4 separate regions of the Mus musculus genome follow, and regions 2, 3 and 4 are each linked to region 1. Evidence: chromatin contacts called from public HiChIP or PLAC-seq data. All regions are on one chromosome and are shown on one strand. Each heading gives the region's core, a stretch centred on a gene start, on an enhancer-like site or on the middle of the called end of the contact. The rest is flanking DNA. Distances are from core to core; before and after follow the strand shown. Region 1 holds the start of Fbp2 (fructose bisphosphatase 2). Region 2 overlaps Aopep (aminopeptidase O). Region 3 overlaps Fancc (Fanconi anemia, complementation group C). Region 4 holds the start of Mir23b (microRNA 23b).

Region 1 (7,489 bases), core at 3,838-6,337:
GTTGGATCCGATGAATGGAATGTTTTCAAGAATGCTTGTTTGTATTCGCTGAGCGCATTCCTCTGTATGTAGCCCTGAGCCAGGGCAATAACAGCACAAACGCCCATCCTCATCTGATATGTCTCAGATTCAGCCTTGACGGTTTTAGATGCAGTCCTTGGATATACAACACACTCCCTATCCATAAAAATGCATGGAGACTTCGTTTCTATGGGCTGGTCTTGCCCAGAAGTGGGTGACCCTTCCACTTACAGCATCTCCTCTGCAAACAGCCCCCTCACATGCAGGCTGCCAGGCCTCTTTGCTGACCTCAGTATCAGCAGAAGCAGGAAGTGTCAAGCAGCTCCATTGTGTTTGCTTTTAGAGTTTCCATAGATTATGCTATGCCTCTTATCTTCCAACCTAAATCGCACAGCAAACCAGCAGAGGGTGCATCCATGAGGACATTCCTCTGATACAACTGGAAGCCATTCCTGCTCCGGCTTTGCCAACAAGGGCTGGTTACACACAGTGTATATGGCTGGGCATTGGATAGAACAGGTCAGGCGTGGTGGAGATTCTCAGAGCCTTTGGAGTAACTGCAGCCTGATCCCCAGCCTCAGGTTTGGGAATCACTTCCAGATTCCTGTAGCTGGTGCCATCTCAAGGATACATTCACATTCAAATCTCTGGGACTGGCTGGCCAACGTGACCCTATCTGGGTGAAGGGTCACTGTGGCTGTGATTAAGCTGATGATTTTGAGATGAGCTCAAGCTAGACCCCACGGAGGGCCCTAAATGCAGGAAGTGTCTTTATAAGATCACATAGGGGGAGGATGTATATTAGAGTTCTCAAAAAAAAAAAAAAAAAAAAACCCCACAAGTGACAGAATGAGCACACACACACACACACACACACACACAGAGTGTTAGTTACTGCTGGAAGGGCTTGCAGGATGCGGCTGTCTCCAAAAGAAAGAGTAATGATCAAGCATCTGCTCTATGAGACTGAATGATTTGACAGTCCCAATCTGGTGTTAAAATCCCAGGGAGGTCCTAGAGATCAGAGATTGGCAAGTCTGTGTTGGCGTTCCTAAGAAATATGTCCTAACACCAGGAAAGGAAGGGATCAGCATGACTGGTGAACTTGCCAAAACCTTCCTTCCTCCTTCCACGTCTTATTTATGTGGTTGGCCACCAGAAGGTATGGTCTGGATACTGGGTGGGTCTTCTGACCTCAAATGATTCGGATTTAGGGTAGGCCTCCTACCTCAAATGATCCAAGAAAAATCCCTCCCAAGTGTGTCTGGATGCTTGGGGTTTAGTTAATTCCAGATGCAGTGGATGACCACAATTAGCCACTTACCCTATGGCAGTGGAAGGAGAGACCAGAGTGATGTCACAAGCCACGGCAGCCAAGGAATGCACCAAAGCCAGAGGAGGCAAGCAAAGGCGCTCCCCAGAGCTTTCAGAGGAAGCATGGGCACCTTGGTTCTGGGCTTTGGGCCTCCAAAATGGTTAAAAATAAAATTAATCCTGGATTGTTGGGTGTGTTGTGTGGAACAATACATCCGTGTGTGTGTGTGTGTGTGTGTGTGTGTGTGTGCGGGGGCACGTGGGCTCGGGGGCACATGTGTCTGAGTGCAGGCGTATGTAGTATGCACACATATGGAGACCAGAGGTTGGTGCTCCATGTCTTCCTCAGGTGATCCCCATCTTTTTTTTTTTTTTTTTTTTGAGACAAGGCTTTCCCCTGACCCTAGAGCTCACTGACTGTGAGGCTGGCTGCCCAAGGAGCCCCAGGAATCCTGCCTTTGTTTCTAAAGTGCTGGGACTGCAGGACACATCTGGCTTTTACGTGGTCACTCTGGCTGGAACTTGGGTCCTTGTGCTTGCATGGCTATCACCCCGTCGACCGGTTTACGGAGCCATCTCCCCAGCTGCACATCCTGTCGCTTAAATAACCTGGTTTGTGACTTTGTGTGGCAGGCCTGGGAAGTGTCTTCCCAGCGCATATCACAAGACCCCCGTGTGACAGCCCAGAGGGCTCCTCCTCCAATAGTGGTGGGAGGTGGAGGTAGCTGTGAACCAGAAAAGGAAAAGGGCACAGGTTAACTATGTGTCATGTCACATGAGACATGTCACTAATGTGCCAGTGGTCCCAAAACACCTCTGTGGGGCAGCTCTCACCCGCCTCATCTCCTGGGGAAGCTTCCTTTGCATCTAGGCCACAAAGGTGCCACATGCAGATGTGCTAGGATCACATGACAGGATTAGATAAAGCAGTTTTGCCAACAGGAAGGGTCCTCAGACAATCTTCCAGAAACATATTTCTTTGTCCAGGTCTCTGGTGGACGGTCTTACAAGCTTTAACTGTTCCAGGGTCTGTTTGTCCTGATGCGCTCAGACGTGGGGTTTTCATGGAACACAACCAGGTCCTCAATAACTCTGTCGCTAATATGTCAGCAGTCCTGAAATACCTGGGAGGGGCAGCTGCCACCCAGCATCCAGAATGTCACTGTGGCCACGCTATGAGTTTCCAGTCTGGTGTGTACCCTGGAAGAACTTTGGCATTTGCAGAAAGGCCAGCAGCTGCTGTCTCAGGCCACTTGGGCAACCTGAACGTCTACCCTTTAAGTGCAGCTTTGTGTATGGGCCAGAACTCGACATTAGGCATCTTTTTTCTTTATATGTTGACAGAGTCTCTCACTGAACCCAGAGCTTACTGATTTGACTAGACTGGCTCTAGTCTCTTCCCCACAGCTGAAATCACAGGTGCACTCCAGTATGTCTGGGTTTTAACATAGGTGCTGAAAAATCCAAAGATTCTCTGGCTTGCACGGCAAGCACTTCACCAATGAACTCAGTCATCCAGCCATCCTTCCAGCCTCTTCACCAATGAACTCAGTCATCCAGCCATCCTTCCAGCCTCTTCACCAATGAACTCAGTCATCCAGCCAGCCTTCCAGCCTCTTCACCAATGAACTCAGTCATCCAGCCATCCTTCCAGCCTCTTCACCAATGAACTCAGTCATCCAGCCAGCCTTCCAGCCTCTTCACCAATGAACTCAGTCATCCAGCCATCCTTCCAGCCTCTGAATGAGGCTCTCAAAGGGGACCTTTGAGTACCTGAGAGGATGCAACAGCCACAGCCTGGAAGACCAAAATACAGTCATGTACAAATTTCTCTGAGCTATGAATGTTCTGTCTGCATGTGTACCTGCAGGCCAGAAGAGGGCATCAGATGCCTTTGTCGATGGTTGTGAGCCACCATGTAGTTTTCGGGAACTGAACCTCTGGAACAGCAGCCAGCGCTCTTAACCGCTTATTCATCTCACCAGCCCCACCAAACAAATTTAATTGAAATAATTATCAAGGGAGGATATAAAATTGCAAGGCAAAATGCACACCCTCAGTTTTGTTGACTAACTTATTTGATAGAGAGTCTTGACATATTGCCCAGACTTGGAATTCTCCTGACTCAGCTCTCCAAGTAGGTGGAGATATTGAAATTATTTATATGTATGCTTATAGTTCTAGGTACACTGAAGAGCTGGAAGGATATAGGTTTCTAAGACACCGAGTTGGATACCAGGCACACCGACTGATTTTGAATACTTAGAGCCACTCCACCAGTTGTTGTCTGAATTTATGAGGAAAGCACAGTCTTACATGTTGAGCATTACTCTCAAATTAATCCACATATTGGGTAGCCAGCTTGGGACCCAGAGCCAGGTCTGTCTGCCATCAGAGAAAGTTAGGATATCACAGTAACAGAGAGCATGGCCAACTCTAAGCAGTTAATTCTAGGTCACCTTTAAAAAGTATTTCTTTAAGCGTTTTTGTTGGGAGCTATTAAGATAACACTATTGTCCTGATCTCTGAATTGGGCCTCTTCCCCCGAGAAGAAAAGAGGGTCAAAAGCGGGCCACCGGCACACCGCTCCGAGAACAACCACAGATTGTTCCAGCCCTAAGTCAGCGCGGATGTCCTGACCTCAAGATACCCTGATACCGCCAAGTTCCTGCTTCCACGTGTAACTGCCTAAGAATGTGCAATTCTATTGCCCCTCCCCCACTGATAAGTACTTCTCCTTTTGCTTGTATTGCCCCATCCCTCCCGCTGATAAGTATCTGTACTTCCCCTTTTCCTTGTGCAATTCTATTGCCCCATCCTTCCTGCTGAAAGGCACTTCCCCTTTTGCTTGTGCATTTAAACCTCAGGCCTGACTAATACATTTGGGGGCTTTGATGCATTCTAGAAGGTCTCCGTGTCGTTATTCGCACAAGGCCCTCGTCCCTCTCTACCCCCCATTTGGTTCTTAGGAGGAGGTCCCCTCGAGACCCTCGAATAACTGGACCTGCTGGACGGGTCACCTTTTTATGAGACCATTTCGTGTGTCTGTCTCCTACACATGCTCCACTTACATGCTTGGTATCCTGGAGGTCAGAGAGGGCACTGGAGCTTCCCAGAACTAGAGTAAAAGTTGGTATTTGGACCCAAAGCCAGGTCCTCTGCAAGAGCAGCCAGTGCGGTCCTGATGTATGTTTTCAAATCAAGGGTTTTTAAAATAAAAATAAAAATCCAGAGAAACTGGCAAATCAACCCTGAGACTAGACACTCTGCTAGGAATGTAATATTATCTTCCTCATCCCTCCAGTTACACATGCTTAATAGAAGCAAGCCTGAAAGAACTCTTGCTCCAGTCACCCTGGGATTGCCATTAGTTTGTTATGTGACCTATGCCCCAGATAAAGAATCTGCCAATATGCCATCTGAGAGTCTCAACCGTGCAGAATGACACACAGTGGCGGCTAGCTGCAGAAAGCCCTCTTGCTTCCCATAGGAGGAATTTGTGAGTCATTTTATTAGCTAGTCTTCTTTCACCTGTGGCTGATCCTGGCTTCTTAGGATCAAACAAAACAAAACTGGGTGTAGAGATTGAGGCCAGCCCTTCCCTGTAGCGCAGTACTATTTACAGCCTGCTTCTTGCACTGTGGCAGCTGCCACCGTCAGGGAGGGAGGCCAGGGAAGTTTCCTTGAGGGCTTGTCCGGCTATCTGAGTCACGTGGGGTGGGGTTCATTTCCCTCGGACTTTGGCACAGTCAAGTGCAGGTGTGTCTTCAACGAGTAGGCTGTGAGGCTGCTGCCTTGAGAGAGCAAGGATTTCTACAAGGAGCAAAGGGAGGCTTTGGGATCTCATTTGCACAATGACGGACAGAAGCCCCTTTGAGACAGACATGCTGACCCTGACCCGTTACGTTATGGAAAAGGGGCGACAGGCCAAAGGGACCGGAGAACTCACCCAGCTGCTCAACTCGATGCTGACTGCCATCAAAGCCATCTCTTCCGCAGTGCGCAAGGCCGGCCTGGCCAACCTGTAAGTCCTGGAGAGCATGCGCAGGCAACCCAAGCCAGGGTGTGGAAGCCACAGACCGGTGCTTGTGCTAGAAACGGGGTCCAAAGCTAATTTGCTCTTTGTGCCGTAAGGACACTGCATTTAAATTCTTTAAGCCTGCTTTGATAAAGCAGCCTTTGGCATGTTTTGCAAGGAAAGGGAAAAACTGCTTAGCAACAAACTGCAGAGAAAAGTGTGACTACCGGTTACTTGGGATTATAATGGTAACACTATAGCTTGTTGCCTCAAAACCTATATTGAATTCTCATTACTTATATTTGCAAAGTCTTAATGGGACTTTAAAATGTGTTTTGATGCCTTTTTTTTTTTTTTTTTTTTTTACCCCGTACAGGTGTGTTCAGTTGTCATGACCTCTGTCAGTATTGTGGGGTAGAAATCACCAGAACACAGGTTAAGGGGGCTTGACTGTCATGAAAAGAACCTGGCTCAGTTTTCTCCATCTTCACGTGGTGTTCAGGAATCTGGACAGGCTGGGCTGGGGCAGGCACAGCAGAGCACCTTTGCTTGGTTCTCTTTTGCAAAACAGGGCCACGTTCATGCTGGAGTTGCTCTTGGCCACAGCCAGGAGTACGGTTTTAAGGCATGATGAAAAGAAATCACTTCCTTTGGACTTCCATTTTGATTCCAGTGAAGGGCCCCTCTGAAGTCGAAGGAAGGGACATACATGTGTGTGTGTGTGGGGGGGGGGGACCCTCGAAGAAGAGCCAACAAAGTCCACCTATTTAAAATGTTTATTCTCGATCGTGTGGTGCCTTTATTCCCAAACTGTGACAGCATTAATTTCATAATTGCAATCATAAAACCACCACAGAGCTTACTATGTACGTGTTTAGGAACAGATAACAGGACCCAAATTAAAGATGATTGATTGGCTCTTTCCCCGGCCCGTGCTGTCCCTTAACTGTGTGATTACTTCATTCGGCAAGAACGGCCAAGCGCTCTCTGCCTTTAAGAACATGCTTCCAGAATGGGCGTTGCCTGCATGTGTGAAGATCATCCCCGAGTAACATTAGATAGCGTCTTTGCTACTCCTGTGTTCCCGCTCTGCTATAATTAGGGCGGTTTCCTGTGGCCACTCAGGACTTTTGCCCACACTTTTAACCCCTCCTCCGTGCAGGCCTCTCGGCTCCACAGCAACTCTCTTGGCAGCGTTCCTTGTGTATCTGCCACAGTCTGCTTCTCAGTGGTTCAGCATCCGACCAAGGGCCATGAAGGTCTAGATAGTTAAGTGCTTTATTTAACTTGGTTTTTCTTACCTTGTAGCTGTGGAATATGGTTTATTCTCGCTAAGACCTCCATGTTTGTAAATCTGGGAGCTACTAATAGTTTTAACACAAAGGGCTGTTACAAGGGTTAGTAAGTCATTAGGGCTATGGTTCTGACAGTGATAAATACTCAAGACATGCCCCACTATTAGCTACCATGGTTCTGAGACCATTCGAGGAAAAACTTACAGACTGGCCTATGTGGTGATTGACCACTTGGTGGCAGGCTCAGCCCTGGAAGTGGTGTCAGACAGAGTCCTAGGTCCCTGGACTGCTCTTCATAGTGGGGAAACCCTAACCTCCTCACACAGAGAGCAGCCACGGGGGTGGGGAGGAGACAGGGGCTGCAGGTACCCTGGCCTTGTCCAGTGCAGCTGTGTCCAGCCTTTAGGCATCGTGACAGGACCTCGTGGTTTACAGATGTGTTGGGCAGCATTCACGCACATGGCCAGTAGGTGGCAGGCTGTACACATTTGCTCAGCTCTTCATGCCCCAGCAACAGCTGCTTACATAGGAGACTGTGATCCTGAGGCAGAGCAAACCAATTTAATTGTTCTATTTGTTTGCTTACACGCTGCCGTTTTGAACCAAGGGGTAACAGCCTTTGAGGTCATGACGTTTGACGTGAGGTTGTTTCCCAAGGCTCATCATACCATACATCAAATTCTGGATGGGAGTAAAGTGGGAGGGGACGCCGTCAGTTAGAGAAAGGGGAGGGGTGCTTTTATGGACGTCAGCGTCCATACGCGGCTCTCAACTAGAGACACCTGTTCGCATCACCTGAGGATTTCTTCAACAAATAAATGGAATTAAAGGGAAGGGAAGA
Region 2 (7,134 bases), core at 4,047-6,546, 420 kb before region 1:
CAGCACCTGCTCTGACCCTCCCACCCAGCCAGTGCAGGCTGGCAGGAGCCTGACTCCAGTGGGATCCAACCAGTCAAAACACAATCCTTTGCCTATAAATAGCAAGGTCTTTCAAACACTAATTAAAAATAAGTCTGGCATTTGGAGTCTCTGATAAACAAAAGGGCTAGGAGCAGAAACAAACAAATTTGATACATGGGTGGTAAAGGGTAACAGTGTCTCCCTAAGAACTTCTTTCCACTGCTCCTAAGTCTATGGACTTGGAAATGTGTAACAAAGTCCACCTTCCCGGTGAGCTACTAAGGAATTGTTTGTCAGTGTAAGACACTATAACATTTCACATAAGCCAACTGGTCTAAAATAGAAGTTCAAAAATAGACTGTAATGAGTATCGAGCACCTTGGTCCCCCATGCACCTCATACCTGTGCACACCCTGCTCAGGAGGGCTAAGTTTCCAGTGTCCTAATGCTCCAGGTGCTAGTAGCTGCTGACTGCAGGGCATAGAAAACTCAGTTAAGGTTTCTTATGTTCTCTGTATTTTAGAGCTCTGTGTCCAAGACCATTTTTCTTTGAACTTTTTCTTATGATTAAAAACATTAAATATTTATGATTTTATATTTTTCTCAAACCTGGAATTCATCTAGGACCTGTACTGTGTTCTTAATAAACTAAAATAAAGGCTCACATCATACTGCATTACCACAACCATCCAATTTTACTTTTTAAACCATAGCTGCTAGATTCGTTTTTCATTTCCTTTACACATGGCTTCTTTCTTGTCCTAGCTGAATGCAGCCGAGCTGCTCCCACACATCTGAGCTTAGTTTCCTTAATGAACAAGGGAAAGGCGGCACCACCAGAGCACAAAATGACCCGCCCAAGTCTTAATTCAAACAACTCCACCATGTAGCTCAAGCTTTTGGGGGACTTGTATCTGTCTTTATAATTTACGTAGTAAGATAGAAAACTTAGGCCTCCAACCATTTCATGTACAAACTGGCCACTGGAGACCCCTAGAGAAGAGAAGGCACTTGTCTGAAGTGTTGCTGGAAGCCCAGCCCTTGACTCCTAAAGCAAGCACATGGCGTCATACTACAGACAGCAGCAGCTACAGACAGGGGTTGCAGTGGGTTCATTGCCTTCCCGGGAGTCAGTGGGCACCAACAGTTTCAACTGTGTTACCTCTGCATCCTGCTCTGGGAGATGGTAAGTCTGCTGGAGACAGTGCAGTGTCTGAGGGCTCAGCGTCTTCTGCTCTAAGAGCCACTCCAAAAGCAAGACGATCTGGTCTGGAGAAAGCTGAGGACAAAAGAAACAGCCCTTGAAATATCATGTAGGCAACAAGAAGTTAATACCAAGGTTCTGAGCAAGAACCTCTGGGCCAGGGAAACCCCTGCCCTCTTAATGTCTGCAGAATGGAGAGAGCACTTGCTGACTTTCCTCACACATCAGGGTTGTCTACAGCCCTAAAGATTCGCATCCCAGGGTCTGGCAAAGCTGTTTTCCCTGGTTTATCATGTTGGGTATGTGCTTACAGAAGATTAAAATGGCACATGTCTTAATGTCACAATGCCTCATGGATGGCCTTGCCTTTATGGCATACATATGCCAAGAAGTGTTTCTGGCTATACAAGGACTCAAGAGTGCATCCAACTTTAGGCAAATTCACAAGAGTTAACCAGGCGGAGGTAGGTTCAGATTTCTTTCTGAACCATGTAGGCCTACAAGGCTCCCGCAGACACCTGAAAAATAAACACAGTGTAACAGTGCGTGTTCACAATGTAACAACTGCTTCCCCTCATAGCCCCTCCCTTTCATGAGCAGTCTGATTATAATCCCTGCCGTACTATAACACACTTTATAGGTTGCAGACAAGCACAATAGCACAGACACCTAAGCACATAGTTACTCTCACTCCTAATACCCAAATCGGTGGGACAGCAGCTAAGGGCAGTGAGAGGGAGAAGTCTGCGTGTGATACAAACATAAAATGACGTGCCTGTGAACAAACAGGTGCGGAGCTCACTGGGAGCGCCTCCCCCCACAGCCATCTCACCCCGCAACAGCAGAGTGGAGAGAAAGCTAAAGCTAACGCCTGTACTGACTGAAAAAGCTTCATGCTAATATCAGGGTTTTACAACTCTATACAAATTCCACCTTCTCTACACTGGGCACCCCTTCAGCCCTAACTATGCCTGATAATTCCTTCTAAGCAAACCAAATTTCTGGAGGCCAACACTAGGTCATCAGAGGGTGCCTACTAATACCATGATTTTAACTGCCAATTTCTATTACTCAAAAGACATTAACTTTTCAGCTTCTCTCCTCATGCCTCTCCTTTTTGCCCTAAAATACACGCTTTGTCCAAAGGCCAAGCTAGACACCCTCTTGCGCAGTGTTTTCCCTCGGGCCCCAATTAAGGCCCCTTTACCTCTAGCCACCTCACTGCTTCTCTTGTTTTGCTGTGGCAGTCAGTGGCTAAAGTCACCCATATGCCTAACCTGAGTATCCCTCCTGGGTTAAGTCACTGAACACAACTCCAGCTTAAAAGTCTGCGACTTGCTAACATGGGAGCCCAAGTGGATCTACACCTGCGCAGTGTTTTTCTTCCAAGCAGAAAGCTCACAACCCCACACGAACAGAATCGAAAGGATCACGGAAAGCTTTTGTTGTCACAAAATTGAGGCAATGGAAACATTTAGAGCTAAGCCCCCTGATTTAAGTTGGACAACTGAGATGGGAGGGAGGGCTGGAGGGGGAGTGCATATGCACTCAAACCTTTAGGGCTGTTTCCCAAGTTTATCTGGCTCTAATTAAAAGGCAGGAAAGAGTGAGGGTACACACCCCTCCAAGGAATCCATCCTCCTCCATTCAGTAGGGTACAGACACTCTCGTGCAAGAGCAGGCTTGTTCAGAGGCAGGCAGGACACAAGGCACAGCCATGCTGAACATTCCTTCCTAATGCGGGAAGAACTGTGCTAGTCTGGTCTTTGTAGAATGGACTGAGAGGAAGCACTCTGTTAGTAAACAACCTATCGCCACCTGGTTCTCCAATCCATGGGAAAATGTAGTCTCTAAACAATGAAGAAAGACAAATCTGTGACCTAATGCTGTTTTCAGCCACATTTAATAAAACTATCATTCATTCACAAGTAAATATTATATCACAAAAAAAGGATTAAAGACTTGAAAAGAGGATATGTTAAAGGAAAAATATTTTAATAGAGTGAACGTCTTTGTAAAATACATATTTGCTCCCTGTCGAGCCACCCTACAGCAGAAAAGAAATAATACACGATAAATGCTTGCAAAGTGACTGAACGATCTCAAGTACTTGCAAATGTGCTGGGAGGCAGTGCTGTGCCGCCAGTGGGCTGTCCTGGCAGCAGGCACAGGAGACATCCCACTTCCACTCACAGGGAAGTCAAATGAACTTTCACATAACTTTGGGTCCATCTGTGTGCTATCACGGAGGTACTGCAAGGGACACAGAGGGTGTCAGATGTACTATGGAGTCATCAAGAAAAAACAGCAGTGTCCCTGAGCATCCGGGCCCCAGGGAAGCCGGCGTGATATATTACAAGACCAGCCTGCTGTGAGACTGACACCCACCATTCAGTTGCAAAAGGAGAGAAAATTCTTTCTTTTCATAAACAATGATATATGTTATTATTTCCCGTAGAGAAGGCCTTGCAAAAATGCATCTGCCTTGGAAACGCAAGACAAAATAAGGCTATGAGCTGCCCAAATCAGATAGGTACTTAAAATCAACAGCACAGCCCTGTAAAACTTACTCAAATGAACACACGGAGCAGTATGTAACGGGAAGCAAATCAAGTGCAAGCGTTATTAACGACGGTGGAAATCTGTACTCTTGCCATTAACACTTAAGATTTCATAGTTGTTAATTTTGAAGAAATACACAAAGAAAAAAGTTAACTTCGTTTGCCCCCACCCTCACGACTTAGAAATTGAGGAAAGCGGCACAAGTCTGAAGTTTTAAAGTTTCTTGAAGAGAAAGTGTGAAATTTCTAACCCCCAGCCCTGACCCATGTAAAAGCAGCACAAAGAAAACCAACCCTGGGCTCTTGTAGGAGCCCGAGTGTCTTTACAGGAGTCAGGGGTGGGAGTGGGTGGGGGCAGGGATGGATGTCACTCTGAGCTCCCTCCCAGAGGACAATCCATCCACACAACTGCAGCCCCTGCTTTCTCTTCCATTAGCACAACACAATGCAGAAGAGCAGACTTACCTCCCGGATTAGGAATGCCACAGACAAGACAAGTCTCACCACGAAGCTTCCCCAGGCACAAACATCAGGACTGCAGCTGGCATGCCTTGAAGGCCAAGGGGAGCCCTTGAGCCCCTCCCTGGCCGCCCAGCTGGCGCACAGCAGTGGCTGTATGGGGAAGGAAGTCAGTGTGGCTCCAGACGGAGAGAGCCTGAGACTAATGCAGCCACAGACTGACAGTGGCGTGAGTTCTATTATTACCCCATTATCACTCTGGGATCTGAGCCTAAATGAAGCATGCTTCCTCCCTGGTGCCATTTCCTTTTATCCTGGCTGGAGACTAAAAGCGGATCAATGGGGCAATAATGTATGATGTCACTTCCATTATAGCAACAGCCTCCCCGCCTCTTTCAGTCTGTCTGAAACGCACAGAACGATCAATTCTTCCCAAAAATGGTTAAAAAATGCTTTGGGAGCATGCATCTTCCAGAAAAGCATTCTCTGCTATATTTGTCTATGTTACTTTGGCAGGAACTGTTTACACAGAACAAAACAGAAGAAATGAGGGAGGGAGAAAAATCTCAAATTCTCCTGTAGGCTGGAGACTTGTTGGCTGGAATTCAACCCAAACAGGGGCCAGGGGCCAGGGCAGAATGCCGCTGACCTCTGAGAGTCATGTGCAGAAGGTGAAGGGTGACCTCACGGATATAAAACACCTTTCATTGTATAAGGTACTCTGAATCTGGAAAATTCCTTGCTACCTTCTCCAGGAAGCACAACCACTACCCTGCAGGCCTGAAGGCCACCCACTCAGGTCCATGGCTGCCTGCCACAGGTAAAGGACACATGTGGACGGAAGGAAGACAGGCACCACTCTGAGACTTAAAATAAAACTCCATTGAGTGAATTTTCACTTATAAGATTCTTGCCGATAGCGTGAGATAAGGATACCATGGAGAGAAGTTCCCCAAACAAGAGCAGGAACTTCTATTTCCTCAGGATCCAGAGAGAAACAGAAACAGGAGCCAAAGGAAGCCATGGTCTTCTCTGCCTGTCAGGAAAGGGCTTCCTTTCCTGTTGGGATTCACACAACAGGCAGGGTAGGCGTATTAAGCCTGCTCTTCGTTCATGGGTAATGTCTGTGGGACCTCCGGACAGAACTAAAGTGCCTTCCACGCATTAGAAACTTAAAGAGAAACAGCTGCTGCTGCTGCTGCTGCTGCTGCTGCTGCTGCTGCTGCTGCTGCTGCTGCTGCTGCTGCTGGAGGCAGCAGAAAAATGGTTCTCCACATCGGTTTTTGTTTTAATCGAACTTTAAAGAACTGCCTAAACCTAAGACTAGCTAGAACACTGAATGTGAATCTTGTTTGCATTATTTTGAGGGTAAAAATGGAGGTTGCTAGCAAATGAAGGTTATCAAATAATGAAGAGTGAAAATATTTTCTTTTCAAATTATAGAACTCACCACCAGGCAGGCAACCCTCCTAGTAGTGTCAGTTTCTTTTGGCTACCAAGCATCTTCAGAGCTACACTCTGCAATGACCACTGCAGCAACAAATATTCACAGAATCCATGGCATTAGATGTTTGAGACACGTTACTAATAGCTTGAGATATGTGAACTTGTAAGTCATCGTTTGATCACAGCCCCTCCAAACTGCTACCACAGGATGAAAGAGCATGATAGCCGCCAAGAACAGGTGGGAGCTAAAGTAGGCTGTGGCACAGAGAATCACCATGCTTCCAAGTGGGAGCGTCAAATTGTAAAATGTGTTATTATTTGAACCTTTGTTAGAAGTATTACCCATGCTTCGAGCAATGTGACATCAAGCATATCCTGTGAACTGCAGGAAACCAGAGCATTGGGGCCAGCTGGGTCCTACCACCATGTGTCTACTACTATTTTATGCCACTGTGTATTTCAGAAACTAAATTAAGCTAAATGCTCAAATTAAAATTTTCCAAGGACTTTACAAGAAACATTTGAAGTTTTCTCATCTGCCTGCCTAGAATCTACCAGGTCCACAGTGATGGGACAGAGGGGTACACTCCCACTACTTCACTCTTCTGGGAAGAACCGATTCAAACAAGAAGTCCCAGAGCGCTACAGGCTATCTTCCGTCCTGCTGAAGGTCCCGAAGCACAGCACTTTTATGTATCAAAGAGCACTTTCAACTTCTTGTGTTCAGAATTTGATAAACTTTGAACTTCTAATTCATAAGCAGTGATATCTTAATTCTAAATTCTTGTTATCTACCAATTCATCTCAATGTAAATTCCAGGACGGGAATAAATGCGTTTCTGTTATCAAACCTTTCAGCTAGTTCTGAGTTAAAACACAGTGTTGTAGCCACAGAGTGGATAGTATAGCTATTACAGAGAAGGGGTGAGAGCTGTTATCAGAGTAGAGAAAGTCCAGCATAAAATGTAGAACATTTGGGTAAAATACTTCTTTCTTCTTTTTGAGACAGGTTCTCATGCAGCCAAGGCTAGCTTGAAGCTGCCCGTGTAACAAAGGTAGGGAACAGTGACTTCTGATGCCCCTACTTTCACTTCTGGGGTTCTGAAATGATAAGCATGTGCCACCATGCAAGGAGTGTGCTGGCTCAGGTGTGTGTGTGTGTGTGCATTTGTGTGTGTGTGCATGTGTTCATGTATGTGTATGTGTGTGTGCCCATTCCGTGTACACGCATACATGCTAGGCAAGTATTCTACCAAGTCGCATTTCCATGACAAGTAAATAAATTTCTAAAGACCTAGAAGGAAGTTACAGTCAGTTTTGAGTGATCCACACACCCTTTCCTTTTTTACTTCCTACACCTCAGTCTGAAATATTTTCTTACTCCTGATGAATGACTGAAGGAATATAGTAGACCTTATGTAGTTCGGGCTGCATCTGTGAATG
Region 3 (7,858 bases), core at 4,434-6,933, 500 kb before region 1:
AATAATAGTAATAAAATAATAATTTTAATGTTAAAATTGAACTTTATTAAAATTCATTAACTTTAATTAAAATTTAATTAAAATTTGGGTGCTTGGTAGCTCAGTGGTAGAACATTTGACTGGCATACTTAAGGCCCTTGGATTGAACCCTTGAAACTAGAGAATACAATCTTTGTGAATCAAAGGATACTGCCAAGAAAGCAAATTAACAATATAGACAAAACCTATAGAATGAAATAAAACTTTTATAAGTAATATCTCTGAGATAGCACATGCCTATAATTCTTGTAATTGGCAGTCTGGGGCATAAGAATCATGAGATTGAAGTGAGCTTGGACTCTTCTGGGGTGTGTTGAGACAGAGTCTCATATAGATCAAGTTGGCCTCAAAATCACAGAGACCTGCTTGCCTCTGCCTTCCAAGTGCTGAGACTTAAGGCATGCACCATTGTACCCAGCCCCCAGGTTGGACTTCTCAACAAGTTTGAAGCTAGTCTGGGCTACGCAGTGAGACTGTCAAAAACCAACCAGCCAACCAAACAAATATACAGATTTCTTCCATAGGAATTTGTGTCTAAGATGTCTAGACACGTGTAAACAGCAGCAACAAACACTCAGACCTGGACAGCTGCTGGAGACATTTTGTAGTGGCAGAGGGCTAGCTTCTAACATCCTGCATTTGCCAGGCTCTGGGTTTAAACAAAGGGAAAACAAAAACAAGCAAAAGTCTTAGCTTGAATAGGCATTCTATCAGAGAAATATACACCTGGTAAAATAGGGCATGACACACAATTTTAATCCCAGAATTTGGGAAATGAGGACGAGAGGCTCATTCTCTATATAGAACAAGTTGGGGACCCTATCTCTAAAATCAAAGCAGAGCAAACAGAATACCTGGCCACTAAACAAATGAGAGTGTATGCAACACCACACCCAACAGGGGCATGTAAACCAGAGCTACAATGAAGTACCATTTAATGCTTGCCATGATGGTTATAGAAAGAAAGGAAAGGAAAACCCCAAGTGGTGATGAGGAGAAATTGGAGCTCTGTGTATTGCTGGTGATAGTATAAAATGGAATAGCCACAGTGGAAAACAGATTTTCTAGGAGAATTAAACTGAATTTCTGTGTGACACAGAAAATTCACTGCAATGTATATTTCTTCTCTCTTTTCTTTTGCTGATCTCTGCTCTACCTTCAGTCCCAATGAATCTACCTATTCTAGGACTTAATATACATGGTATAAAAACATATTTGCTTCCGTGTTGGACTGGTTTTACTAAGCAGTGATTAAAAACACTGATCAAAAGGAGGGAAAAGGGGCTCCTTGGACTTCTGGGTCACAGTCTATTGCTGAGGCCACAGTCAAGGAAGAAGCTTGAGCACCAAGTTGGAAGAGAAACTTTGAAAGAACACTGCTCCTACATAGCTGTGTTATACAGCCACCTGCATAGGGATGGTGCCACCCACAGTAGGCTGGGCCCCCTCACATCAATTAGCATCTAAGACATCTCCCATAGACATCCCCACAGGCCAGTCTGATATGAGTAATCTTTAATTGAGACTTCCTTCTCAGGTGACTTTAAATTGTGTTAAGTTGATGGTTAAAGGTAAGTAGGAAATTATCCTAAAAACATTAAAACTATACACCAATTTTATTAATTGACCACAGCTAAAAGACAAAATGTGTTTATATTTCATTGGACATTTTCCAATATAAAAAGAAACAAGTTTTATGTATGCACAAGCATAGGAAGACTATGTAAACATGCTTAGTAAAACAGTCCAACACAGAAGCAAATATGTTTTTATTCTATGGATATGAAGTTCTAGAATAGGCTGATTCATTGGGACCTAGAGCAGAGCAGAGATCAGCAGCAAGGAGGAGAGAAAGGGAAGTTATGTTTAATATATTTAGTTTGTTGAGAGCAGTAGAAACTTTTGGATAAATAATAATGGCGAGAAGATGGCATGTGAACATATTTAGTGTTAGTCACTACCGATATATGGCTAAATGATAACTTATTTATGTTTTACTGCAATGAGAAAACTAAAGAAAAAAAAGTGTGCCACTGCATACTCAAGTGAAGTTTCAACACTTACATACATTGATCACGAGTGTGTGAACTAATGGAACCACACTGGTAAACAGTGTAGTAGCTTATTACTGAGTGTGGTATACCCTGCAAGATGGCTCAGTGGGATAAGTGCATTTGCCCTAAGCTTGGTGACCTGAGTCTATCTCTAGGACCACCATGGAAATGCCAGGGCTATGTGCAAGTCATTGCAGAAGAGACAAGTGAATGGACAGTAAACATGAAAGGAATGGCAAGCGCATGCATGACTTCAGAAGATGGCACAGTAGAGAGCCTCAAATGTTTTTCCTCCATTGGGTAGTAAGGACACAAAGAACAAAGCCAAACCAGCTAATCACAGTATCAGAGATTCTGCAGTACTGGATACAGACACCAGAGGGAGCAATGATCACTGGCTCGTGTAACTAAAACAGAGGACATTCATTCCTGTGAGGCTTCCCTGCATAAAGTGAGCAAGACTGGAACTCAGATGTCATCCGTGGCAGTGAGACAGTAAGAGCAAGCTGTATGCTTTCTACAGCACTCTCATTTTATACTTTAGTTTACACTCATTTTTACACTTACTTTTAGCTACTTTAATTGGGTTTATTTTCCTTTAAAAATTCGAGTATATTTATTTGTTTGAGTATCTTTTCCTGTTCATATATTTTAGGACCATTTAGATAGTGACCCAGAGATTATTTATTTCTGATTATTTTTAAACTTAATTTGACAAGATCTCATGTATGAGGCTGGCCTCAAACTCACTGTGTAGCCGGGATAACCTTGAATTTGTCTCTGCTCTGCAGCGCTGGGGTGACAGGTGTCATCACACACCACCACACCCAGTGCATGTGGTGCTGAAGGTCAAAGCCAGAGCTTTGTGCATCTAAATAAGCGTGCCACCATCTAAGCTGGGATCTCAGTAGATACAAGGACATACGAAGACTGAAAATGAAAGGATGCTGTGGATGGCTGTGAGAGTAACACACACACATACACACACATATGCCACATAGCAAAAAAAAGCCATATATATATACACCATACAACTATTGTAAGAGGTAAAGGATGTTACAGAAGGAGAAAAAGGTCTCTTTTCTAGAGATTTAAGCTGTAAACAATTGAACTTAGCAACGGAGTGCACAGATACAAAGTACACATAGAAAGATTGGTGGAGAAAACATAAAATAAGGAGAAAGGGATCCTACATTCTACATTTCACTTTGAATAATGCTTTTTTTTTTTTTTTTTTTGTAATAAAGAATGGTAAGTGAGCCGGGCAGTGGTGGCGCATGCCTTTAATCCCAGCACTTGGGAGGCAGAGGCAGGTGGATTTCTGAGTTCGAGGCCAGCCTGGTCTACAGAGTAAGTTCCAGGACAGCCAGGGCTACACAGAGAAACCCTGTCTCGAAAAACAAAAACAAAACAAAACAAAAACAAAACAAAACAAAACAAAACAACAAAAAAAAAGAGTGGTAAGTTGACAAGACCTAGGGTGGTACTAACAGCCAGTTCACCCAGTAGATATATGTGGAGCACCCCATATAATAATAATAATAGAACACACATTACTCTCTTAGAGTATTCTTCAGGATAGGCTACATTTTGGATTACAAAACACATCTTAATAAATTGAAGAAGACTTAAGTCGTATCAACTGTCCATTTTGATCACTGTGAAGTAAAACTGGAAAGTTTACCAATATGTAAATCAATACATTTTAAAGCAGCTAGTGCTCAAAGAAATGATACATTTAGAAAATTACCTTGAGAGAAATGACAGTGAACATGCCACATGCCAGCACTTGCAGGTTGTGGCAAAAGTTAGGATATTCATTAAAAAAAAAAAAAACCTGAGTTAGAAAGAGGCAGCAGATTAGAATAGCCATCAACAATAGAGAACAAAAAATAAAAAAATCAAAACTGAGAGAGGTGTGCAGGACTTAGTCTTGGGCTGTGAGATATCACTAAACAGCTGTATGCCAACAACTAGGACAGTCTAGAATTGGAGGCTGTTCTAGAAATATGCAAGTCTTTAAAAAGTAAAAATATGAGCAGATTAAGTCAGGTGTTCAAAGCCTCCCAACAAAACCCCAAAGATCAAATAAATGGCTTTACTGGAGGAGTTAAAAATTCTTTTAAACTCTGCCAACCTCCTAGAGAAGATGGGGACACTTTCAAATCAGTTTATAAGGTTAGCCATCTACGGACAACACAGTCATACACATCTATGCAAAGAAAACAGGGTTAGTTGATATCTTTGGTGGATATGTGAGTAGTAGATCTATACAGAGCTTAGTACCACTAATTACCAGGGAAATGCAAACCAGAACTGCATAGCAGTTTATATAAATAAAGGTGTAAGGAGGCTGGATGTAGTATTGTATATATCTTTAACTTCAGCACTCAAGAGATAGAAGCAGGCAGATCTTTGAGTTCTGAGACTAGTCTGGTCTACTTAGTGAGCTCCAGGCCAACTAAAGCTACATAGTAAGATTCTGTCTCCAAAAAAAAAAGGGAGAAGAAGAAGAAGAAGAAAAAGAAGAAGAAGAAGAAGAAGAAGAAGTAGTAGTAGTAGTAGTAGTAGTAGTAGTAGTAGTAGTAGTAGTAGTAGTAAGGGAGGGAAGCGTTAGATAGCTTTAGTATGTTGTGTTGTGTTGTGTTGATGATGATGTGGAGAAATGACATCATGCACTGCTGGTGAGAATGCATTGTGGCATAGCTACTGTACACAAGCCATAGTGGTTCATTCACAAAGAAAAATAGATCTGGTGTGATGCTGCATGCCTGTGATCTCAGCACTTGGGAGGGGGGAGTCCGAGGGTCCAGAGTCCAAGGCCAGCTGTGGCTACATGAGACTTGGTCTTAAACAAGCAAGTAAATGGAGTTTCTGCATGGCCACTTCCACTTCTGCTTATATATTCAAAAGAATTGAAAAGATAATTTGCAAACCTATGTTGGTTGTATTTTACATACTAGCCAAGGGATAGAAGTAACCTCTATGCATCTTGTTAGATGAAAGCATGGCATAGACACAACTAAATTTTTATCATCCTTAAAAAAAAAAAAAAGAAAGAAAAAAGGAAAGCCCTGTTGAGTGCTCTGACATGGTCCATCTGACACTACACAATGAAATAAGCCAACCACCAAGAACAAATGCTGCCTTCCGCTCACCTGTAATATCCAGAGTAGCCAGTCTCTCAGAAGGTAGAATTCTGTTTGCCATGGGCTGGGAGGAAGGGAGGCAGGAGTTCTTGGTTGATAAAGAGTTTTAATTTTGTAAGATGTGGAAGTTGTGGAGATCTTTTGATAAGATGATGGTTTGAAAGGTTGATATAATGAGGGTTTTACTATCACCTGGGGATACTCTTTAAGTGTTGGTGATTTCAGGAAGATATAGGTTATTTTCAAGTAAGGCTAGAAGAGGTCCATGATAAATCTCCTTGCCACAGATCCTCTGGGCCCCTTTGTCTGCTTGGAACGGGTCTCTAGTCTCGGGTGGGCAAAGCGTCATATGAATTGACTGACAGATGCACACAGGAGAGGTTGTGTAGAATCTGAATGTAATGTCAAATGGAGCATCAGACTTTTTATACAGAGACAATAAGGAAGTTGGGTGGCACACTTGCAAGGTACAAAGAGGTTACTGGATTCTTACATAAAACAGAGGAATGCAAACACAGAAAGTCTAACAAGGACCACCTGGGATAGAATTCATTGTTAACAGCTGGGATCAACAAGGGTTCCACCTAAGATTCACTTAATCTTAGAAGCCAAGGTCAAGGGCTTCGTGCCCTTGCCATAGTTCCTATTTTAGTCTATTGTATAGTCCACCTTCCCCTTAGGCCATTGTAAATACGTGTGTGTATGGGTGTAACTCAGCTATAGTTCTAAGTATCTATTCTGGTTTCTCCTTCGGTCTGAAACTTCCTTCTTCCTTGGTGATGGTAAATTCCTGTGTAGGGGAGTGACTTAGCTTTTAATCAAAGTGATAGTGTAATACCAGAGGCTATTCTGAATGTCACTGAATAGCAACATTCTTACTGAATTCCAAGCCCATGGTCTTGCTCAAAGATGTTCTTAGGACTGTTGGAACACTGGTGAAGGCTTTAGCTATGTCAGAATTCAATCTTAAAAAGCACTTATAATAGGATAATACTAAAAGAGAGCATGTGGATCCATCCACTAGACTAACGCGGGAATGGAAAATTAATGTATGGGTTAGAGAGAACACCAGACTCCAGGAGTGAGTTTCCGTGAAACTCTTTTGCCTCGTGAGTAGCTTCCAAGCCTCAGCCTGTCAAGCTGACTCGACCGGAGAGCGTGGCATCTCCTTAACAATTTTAAAGTCACTTGGCATTGGTGGAGCACACCTTTAATCCCAGAACTCAGGAGGCAGAAGCAGGCAGATCTCTGAGTTCAAAGACTGGTCTACAGAGCGAGTTCTAAGACAACCAAGGCTACACAGAGAGACCCTGTCATGAAAAACAAAACAAAACAACAACAACAAAATTTAAAAGTCTACTATAAAATTAGGTAGAGCTTGGCTTATCAAAATACAGGCAAGCAATAGATATCCCTCTGAAGAAGTTCATGGCATTTGTGGATCCAGCCTGAGGCTTGTCAGATATCTAGAGATACAGTTCAAGAGGGAGTTATGTAGCTTTCCAGACAGCATTACAGTAAGTGTTAGGCTGTGACTAGTTGCCAGAGCAGTACTCCAAACGACTTCTGTGTAAGAAGTGAACTGCAAAAGGCTTGATGCTAAGCACATATTGCTAGAGCCATCATCCTGTATGGTTGTCTCTAGCCTCCCAGCTTTCTACAGCAAGCCACAGGACTATACCTTGAGATGACTCTTGCAAGGTTCACAGCATCACACCTTGTAGCTGTGATAGCAGAGACCTGGATAAAGAATATAAATATCTGTAATTGAATTGTTGATTTTGTTTCTTGGTCACATGACTCTATCAGCTTCTCTAAAGAAAGCTAAATTTTTACCATCTCTGCTTCTGAACTCAGGACATCAGTCTCCTTTTTATGAAGATTTTGAAACTGTGAGTTGAACTTTAAATAGTCTAGCAATGAAAAGTTAACATTGAGTGGAGTCCCTTAGAGTAGCCAAAGAGAACAGAATAGCTTTTTCATTTGGGATGGTGTTTGGGGTTCTTTGGCTACTTGAACTTTTGAAGTTATACTAATGAAAGGAATAATTACAGGTATGTTTTCATAAGTGGGTACAATTTTGTTGATTCAGGTATGAACCAGAAAGTTTGTGGCCCACTCCTGCTGTTTCTAGTTCCAAGGTTCTGATTTGTACATCTGAAAACTTGGCAGAGAACTTGAGATATATAAGATAGTGTTGTACTTTAATTGTCATTACTATTGGCAACATTGCTATGATGCTCCCCTCCCCCAGCCCCCAATCAGGTTTGGCAGCTGGCTTTGAAGTGCCGCCCTTGTGCCAATTTTCCTTAGGACAGAAGATGCTGGGCTGAAGTTAAAGTTCATAGAGCAGCTGCACCTTAAGACTCCCAGTTTGGGACTGAGGAAATGGCTTTGCTGTAGAAGCACTTGCTGTGCAAACAGGGGGACCCTAGTTTGATCTCCTGCATCCATGTAAAACACCTGAGCACAGTGGTATAACTTTGTAATCCTAGTCCTGGGGAGATGGAGACAGAGGGCTCCCTGAGGCTCATTGTCCATCCAGCCTAATCCAATCAGTGAGTCCCATGCCCATCGAGGGACCTGCTCTCAAAAACAAGGTACCCACACGTCAGT
Region 4 (6,966 bases), core at 776-3,275, 450 kb before region 1:
CAGTGTGAAGGTGAGGAGTGAGGTAAGGCTGTGTTAGGCTCAGGCGGCTCGGCTCCCCGCAGCTTTTCAAGCCTCAAGTTCCACCTGGTTTAGAAGGCCACACTTCTCCTATAGGTTAATCCATCGGACAGTGGGCAGCAAGGGAGGACCTGCTGGAGTAGACAAGAACTTCCTAGAACTTGGGACTCTTGAGTGCTACAGCTGGGTACCAGGCTCTAAAGGTGTGTGTGTGTGTGTGTAAGAAATTATAGGCAAAATGACAAAGGTGGCTTAAGAAATGAGAAGCCGCAGGGCACACACCTACTCTGTATCCAGACATTCTGTATCCAGACATAGCCACAATAAGCTATGTAGCCAGGACAGAACACAGTCTGGTGGATCGCTTTCCTGGAATGCCATGGAATGGACAGCCGGTTAGGGCCTGCCCCGTCCATGTTCCTGGTCCACCCTGCCAGTGCCTAGGTAAGGTCATTATACAGACAAGAGACAGTGGTGGACCCAGGACAGATGGGAGAGGTCCCATACTCATTCCTGTTCTGTCCTCGGGGACTCATAAGCCAGCCCAAGCCTGTTTCACTGAATTGGCCAGATTTGATTTTACAAGCCAGCTGAAGAGAAAGGGCATTGTATCTCCAACCCAAGCTTGCACACACGTCCTGTCATGCCAGGTTTCTGGGGCCATCGCCAGCTGCTGAGGCCACATTCTGGTGACTGTACCTCTTGTTTCCTATGCTTCTCCGAGAACACGGACATGGACACTCCCAGCGGGATCAACCACCAAGGCAGGGCTTCTTTCTGGCCAGTCTTCCCACTGGGGCTACACATGCCAACACCAAGAGCCGGTCTCCTCAGCAGCCCACCCCATCCTGGGAAACTTCCTCCGCTTGCCCCAGTCTCCTCCCTGTCTCACACTGTCTGGTCATTGGTCTGAAGAGAACTGCCTTATTGGTTCATCAATCTCTCCGACAGCATCAATGGGTGGGAAGGGGGCCATAAAACCGTCCCCTGAATAGCCGGATGGCTGCTCCTCCCTCCCACCTCGTAAACCCCACAGACCAGCCAAGGGGCCCCCGAATTCACTGTGGCTAGGGTGAGTTCACCCCCCTCACTGAGACTACTCCCTGAAACCTTTCTTGGGAGGTCCAGGCACTCCCCACCCACGCCAGCCCTGGGAGTCTCAGAGATGTGATGAGGCTAGGCCACTCCCTAGGGAGAGAGTGTTCCAAGGGGCTGAATAACCACTGAGCTTTTGGAAACAATGTTAAGCCGCAGCAAGGTGTCTACATACTGTGGGAATGGGTATGGCAGCCCAGCCACTCAGGGAGCAGGCCAGCTAAGGCCACAGGCCCAGCACCCAGGACTACTTGGCAGGTGTAGCTGGGGCGGGGTGTTCTCCTTTCCCTTACCAGGCCAGTGCTGTTCCTGTACTGGCTGGCTCCGTCTCTGTATAAGCCTGGTGGGGACCAGCAGGACTGAAGCAAGCAGCTCTGCATGTGAACCCTTCAGATCCCATCCTCTAAGTACTGCTTTCTGTTGCTTCCTGGGCCATAGCTGCTTTGGAGAGTTGGGGCAAAGGTGATGCTGTGGATAACAGAGATCCCTGTGTGTGTGGCATCCCCTGCTAGCTGGCCGCTCACTGGGCTTGTGTAGCCATGTCCTGCTAAGCCACGGTCAGGAGAAAAACCTGGTAGGAACTTGGCACTGGCCTGGAGTGGACCCTGAAAAACCCTCTGCGTTTGGTAAGGACTGCTTACTTTGGGATATCTGCCATTTCTGGTTTCTACCCTGGGGACATTCTATGACATTTCTGCTCACCACAAGCAAGAATACCTTGCTATAGTATCAATTATTTCATTCTTTTGATGTGAAATTCGTTTGAATAAATAAATACATAAATGCTTTAAAATCCTCCAGTACTATTGGAATAGCTGAGTCAGAGCGCCCAGAGTCCTTTCTGGGACTTTCTCAACCCCACCCTTCCCTTCTTCCTGCCTGGGTCCAGCCAGAATTCCCAGTACCTCTCCCTTGGCTTCTGTCCAAAGGCTCACAAACAAGGTGGTGAGCTCCCAGCCAGCCAACCTCTGCCCCTTCCTGGGGTTCAACTCTCTTCTACAAATCCGAGTGTGGATGGCTCCCTTCCTAGGCCAGGTTCAGGATCTATGTAGAGGGACAAAACAGTGGGTTCAGGATCTATGCAGAAGGATAGCCCACAGTGGGGGCACTGATGTTTCCTCCTGTGCAGGGAACCATGGCCCAGGGGTCAACATCAGATGATCTAGATGCACCCCCTTCCTGTAGCCCTGGCCTCACTCCGGTTGAGGCCTGCTCTAATCCTTGTCGGAAGCATCCCAGATAACACGGAGGGGTGTGTCTCCTCTGGAGAAGAGATGGAGTAACTCTAGGCTGTCTTGGTTGGAAGGAGGCCATTTCTGGTGGGATCAGTGAGAACAGGCTGGCCCAGCCCTGGCCTGTTGTTCTCAAGTGATGGACATCTGCTTAGCAATGACGATGACAGTATTCAGTGGCAGGGTTAAGAGGCTGGTGTTTCTGCTATCCCACTCACCTCTTGGCAGTTATCTCACACGGATCCTCCTGTCCCGGCCCCTCTACCTACTGGAGGCATGGGCCTGGTGGTAGAGCACTTTGCTCCCATTGGGTTTCTCTCACCCTTCAGCTTCCTCCAGGAATGAAGTGAGGCTAGAAAACGGCATGGAAATAGTGCTGGCAACAAGTGTGCCTGACCACCAAGGACAGTCTCAGTCTCTCCAGGGACAGAGGAGCAGACTCAGGTTCAGGCTTCCAGGCTTTCAACACAGGCTCAGTCTCACATCTGAGTGGTGGGAGGGAGAGTTCCTTAGAGGGGTTCCAAGCCCCTGCCTAAGGCTTGGACACCAAAGCTCTGAAGACCAAGCACTACAGAGTGGTCTACAGCAAACACTGACCCAGGGATCCAGCTTCTTGCTCTGCCCACTTGTGGTTTGGAGCAGGAGCCTGGGTGATGATCCACATCCTTCCTCCGCCAACAGTTCACTCATCACCTGAACCATATGCTATAGAGCAAACTCCTCCCTGGGTGAGACAGCTCAGAGGAGGAGGTCAAGCCTCCCTAGACATCCATTCTTCCGCCCTCAGACCCTGCTTCGCATCCTATTTGACAAGTTAACGTTTGCAATGTTCTGTGTCCTGTGAAGTCAGGTGGCTCACGGAAGAATGGAGACTGCACTTTCTTGACTCCAGAGGTCTCAGCCAGATGAGGGAAGCCTGCTTCCACAGCCTCATGGGCCTCTGGTGCAGCTATGGGTGGCAGGAGCTGCTGCCTAACTTGTTGGGGTGGGGGACTAGAGGAGAGGGGAGGATAGGCTTGCTCTGCACCCAGCCAGAGGTGGCAAAGGACAGCTCTACCACAGATCCTTCACCAAAGCTGTGAAATGGGCATCTGGTTCCAGTGAGATCTCCACTTACCTGAAACCCATTGGCAAGAACCCAAGCCAGACACAGCCAGGCACAGGGCTCAGTGACCCATGGGGACAAGGGACTTGATCCCTGAACAAAACCCACCTTAGGCGACAGCTTTGTTTTGCTTTAGTGGTTCCTAAGAACAAAGAACAAAACCAGACTAAACCAGTGCTTGGCTGCTCTCTCCAGTTCAGAGGAGGTATGGGCCACTGAGGTTCTCAGAGGGGCCTTACAGGGTGTGTGGTTCTTAGTCCACCTCTAAGCAAGGCCAGAGTGCTTCTGAGAGCAGGAAGGCATAGACTCAGCCATTTATTTCAAGTCTTCACAGAAATCAGGGTAACATTAAGTAGAATTAACACACTTTGATACTTGTACCATTGTGGTATACAAAGCAGATAACCATTTGCAAGTCCCCTGCAACCATCCAAATGCAGTCACTGCTACAGCCCAGGCTCTGAAAACCAATGGTTCTGTGCGGACGCTCCTCTCAGTCTGTCCTAGAGCCTTTGTCACCCAGCAGGTCTGGGTGCAGAAGCCTGGCCAGCCAGTGGGATGCTCCTTCTGGTTCCTCTGTCCACCGCTCTGCCTTGGCTGGGCTCATGTGACTGCACTGATGGCTCAGTCTCAAGCACCGTTCTCTAGACAGTGACTGAAAGAGCTTAGAGCTTGTTCTGAGACTCCGCTAGTACCAGGCTGGCTGAAACTCCACATTTGGAAGAGAGCAGAGTCCCAAGCCACACTAATTTCCCTTTACTTCCAACCTTTTTAGAATTAACATTACCTGGAGGTAGGAAGTGTGTGGAAAGTGCCTGTTCTGACACACGTTCTTCTTTGCTTTTAAGGAGCATCAAATTCAGAAGCAAACTGGAACACTAGCAAATCTGGTACTTTATTAAGACATTTTAGGCTTTCCTGCATTTTCAAAAACAGGAATGCTCTGTTGACTGAACACATCAAAAGGGCTTTGCAGAATCCTTGGGGACCAGCCACAGGAGGTGTCACATGATTCTGCAGTCTCAGAGCATGGCAGCTAGTTTTTGCAATCACAGGAAGCAGGCAACCGGCTCTCCATCTGCCTAGGGGAGGGTGTCCTTCATTGAATGACTGCCTTAAAGTCACAGCTCAATTCCAGTGTGTAGACTCAGTCTCTCTAGGACTGGGAACAAAGGCAGCTGCCAGGTGCAACAGTTTATGAGGCTCCGCCTTTTATATATGCCACGGGAGCCCAGTCTCTGGAAGCCCAAGATGGACCAACCACTGCTGTGGGCTGATGGCCTTAGCAGCCACATAATCCTCCCTTTGATGTCCAGGGTCAGTGCAGTCCTGGCCCCACCAGGGCTAGGAGAAGGTATATGAGAATCTCACTGTGATCTGTCCTGTGGAGGAAACAGCAATAAAATTTATTACCCAGTCACCACAGCCATTCCAACAGGAGTCCTCCCAGCCTCTGACCTCCACTTGAGAGGGAACTTTTCATGGGAGGACAGGGGCAACACTGAAGCCACACCTCACAATCCTGGGTCTGGGGTGCACAGTCACGGCACAGGCCATGCAGGGCTGTGAAGCCCAGAGAGGTTCAGAAAGGCTCTACAGACAAGGCCCTTCAGACAGGCATTCTCACTGCTCAAGGCAGCGGTGACATGGTGTGCTCTGCCCCAACACGTGGCAAATGCTCAGCGCCTGCCCTACCTGCTTCTAGGGAATGCAAACTTTCCAAGGTTAGCTCTGCACTCTACAAATCCCCACCTCGGGAGCACATACAGAGGGATACCACTGCTGTTGGGTCTGGTACCAGACACTCAGGCCCTTCATCTTCTTCTCCGTGGGAGGCCTGCCTCAGGCACTTACAGATGGGTAGGCTTTTTGCTCAAGGGCTCGACTCCTGTTCCTGCTGAACTGAGCCAGTGTGTGAAATGAGAACTGATATCAGCTCAGTAGGCACCGGAGGGCGGGTCCAATCACAGCTGGGCAGTGCCTCCTGGCGTGCCCTGGGCATCATCTTGCCAGCGACTGTGGAGACATGGAGACCTGGACTGCAAATACAAGAAAGAGTTCACCACGCCCAGCAGGGACAAAGAACCACACCCCCACCCATCACGTGTGGCATCAGCTGAGACAAGGTTGGCTCAGTTTCCTTGATGCACCTGGGTTTAGTTTTCTGTGACTCCCAATACACTTGACATTACAGTGAACTAATTAGCAGTAGAACTGTATTTTCTGTAGACACACTTAAGGGTGGTCAGCACGCTGTTTGCACTCTTGACAACACAGCCTTGAGGCAGGCTGGTCTCTCCTCCTCTGGAGTGACCACCAGGCAGTGGCCTCTGCCTGGCAGCTGCAAGTTAACTGTCCCCATCTCACCTTCTCTTCAGGTGCAGAACTTAGCCACTGTGAACAAAGCGGAAACCAATCACTGTTCACCAATCAGCTAAGCTCTGCACCTTGTTAGAGAGGTCATCGCCGGCCATAATTAAAGGGCTGGTGAGCATCTTCGAAGGCTGTTGGCTTCTTTTGTTTCCAAAGAGCCACAAGGCGCCTCTGTTCTCCAAACTGCAGAGAGAAAGTAGCCACGGTTCTGCAGGAGCAGCCAAGGTCATGGTTGCGTGGTAATCCCTGGCAATGTGATTTTAATCTCAAGTCACAAATCAGCATGCCAGGAACCCAAGCAGCCAGAGCAGGTGAGGGCAGCACCATGCCCAACCACTCCCATCCACATGTGCTGAGTGTCCTCCAAACCGCCTCTGAGCCCACCACGCTAGCAGTGCAGCCTGCTGTCCTTCAGCGCGCTGGCTGCACTGTATAGAGGAGCATAGGGGACTGGGAGACAAAGGACACACTTATCAGCTATGAGACCAATACCTTAGGGACCATCCTTGCTCTGAGTATGTGGCCTTTAACCCTGGGACACACCCTGTTCTCCAATTGCAGACTGAATGGGTTGGGATGTCTCTGGGCCCCTCAGACAGCAGGTGTGGTGTGTAGGGAGGGAGCATCTCTCTGGCTTGCCTGTGACCAAGCATTTGGTTGGATAAGCTGAGGCATAGCACAGAGCTCATAGGGGACCTAGCAAGTTGAGGATTTGCTCACTCAGGGGGCAAAAATACTCTTAGAAGAGTCACTAGGACCACTATGTGACTATGGCTTTCCTAAGTGAAGGCCTAGGGACCTAAAAAGGGAACAGTGGCTTTACTGTGTGACCTTCACACACCACATACCAACAATCCCTCAGCTTACAAGTTTCTAGAGAAATGTCTGCAGGAGGCAGTGAAGAGGCGCCCCGACCGACTCTGTCTATCCACACAGGCCACCGTCCTAGCTTGTAGTGTGCAGGCTTAGCAGGCTGTACCTGCTTACTCCAGCCCACTATCTCCCCTGCTTGACTGTGGCGGTCCCCAGCTCTTCTGCAACAACATGGTCATACATAGTAACATGTTTTCCCTTCATCAGTGTAGTTCTTCAGAAAAATAAACATTACACAGAAGTGGGTTTTATAAAAGTGAAATGTGAAAA

What was found. HiChIP or PLAC-seq counts read pairs in DNA pulled down with a chosen protein or histone mark.
Region 2: a contact with region 1 is called in an H3K27ac HiChIP or PLAC-seq map of epiblast stem cells, with 2.6 times the contacts expected there. The contact joins the enhancer-like site here to the promoter of Fbp2 in region 1. A contact is called at or near these places in 4 of 39 promoter capture datasets (the C10 cell line, the HPC-7 cell line and neutrophils), 3 of 115 datasets of contacts at active chromatin or transcription factors (embryonic stem cells, epiblast stem cells and memory CD8 T cells) and 1 of 9 other capture datasets (liver).
Region 3: an H3K27ac HiChIP or PLAC-seq map of embryonic stem cells shows a contact between it and region 1, with 4 times the contacts expected there. The contact joins the enhancer-like site here to the promoter of Fbp2 in region 1. A contact is called at or near these places in 14 of 39 promoter capture datasets (the 3T3-L1 cell line, 3T3-L1-derived adipocytes, the C10 cell line and 8 more), 1 of 15 datasets of contacts at CTCF or cohesin (large pre-B cells), 5 of 115 datasets of contacts at active chromatin or transcription factors (embryonic stem cells, fibro-adipogenic progenitors, kidney and 2 more) and 2 of 9 other capture datasets (adipose tissue and liver).
Region 4: a contact with region 1 is called in a FOXA1 HiChIP or PLAC-seq map of pancreatic cancer cells. The contact joins the enhancer-like site here to the promoter of Fbp2 in region 1. A contact is called at or near these places in 6 of 39 promoter capture datasets (the C10 cell line, the HPC-7 cell line, cranial neural crest and 3 more), 1 of 115 datasets of contacts at active chromatin or transcription factors (pancreatic cancer cells) and 1 of 9 other capture datasets (liver).

What each region holds. Positions count from the first base shown.
Region 1 is chr13:62,855,998-62,863,486 of GRCm38.p6, reverse strand. It overlaps Fbp2 (fructose bisphosphatase 2), which reads left to right and starts at 5,087. Exons shown (of 7, transcript NM_007994.4): 1 at 5,087-5,359. The coding sequence starts at 5,190.
Region 2 is chr13:63,276,308-63,283,441 of GRCm38.p6, reverse strand. It overlaps Aopep (aminopeptidase O), which reads right to left. Exons shown (of 16, transcript NM_001289926.1): 14 at 1,184-1,300. Among named protein-coding and RNA genes, the nearest start is that of Gm16907, 17 kb to the left of the region's middle. Within about 2 kb of position 5,296, at least 187 of the 459 cell types and tissues checked have an H3K27ac peak or open chromatin away from gene starts, as enhancers often do. A contact at or near this core is called in the HPC-7 cell line, embryonic stem cells, epiblast stem cells and 1 more, where this site is marked.
Region 3 is chr13:63,351,361-63,359,218 of GRCm38.p6, reverse strand. All of the region lies in intron 6 of Fancc (Fanconi anemia, complementation group C), which reads left to right. Among named protein-coding and RNA genes, the nearest start is that of Mir3074-1, 54 kb to the right of the region's middle. Within about 2 kb of position 5,683, at least 10 of the 459 cell types and tissues checked have an H3K27ac peak or open chromatin away from gene starts, as enhancers often do. A contact at or near this core is called in embryonic stem cells, where this site is marked.
Region 4 is chr13:63,299,645-63,306,610 of GRCm38.p6, reverse strand. Aopep (aminopeptidase O) reads right to left here. Exons shown (of 16, transcript NM_001289926.1): 16 at 3,734-6,966. It overlaps Mir23b (microRNA 23b), which reads right to left and starts at 6,127; the gene lies at 6,054-6,127. Mir27b (microRNA 27b) reads right to left here and starts at 5,899; the gene lies at 5,827-5,899. It overlaps Mir3074-1 (microRNA 3074-1), which reads left to right and starts at 5,328; the gene lies at 5,328-5,412. It also overlaps Mir24-1 and a transcript of Fancc not described here. Within about 2 kb of position 2,025, at least 82 of the 459 cell types and tissues checked have an H3K27ac peak or open chromatin away from gene starts, as enhancers often do. A contact at or near this core is called in pancreatic cancer cells, where this site is marked.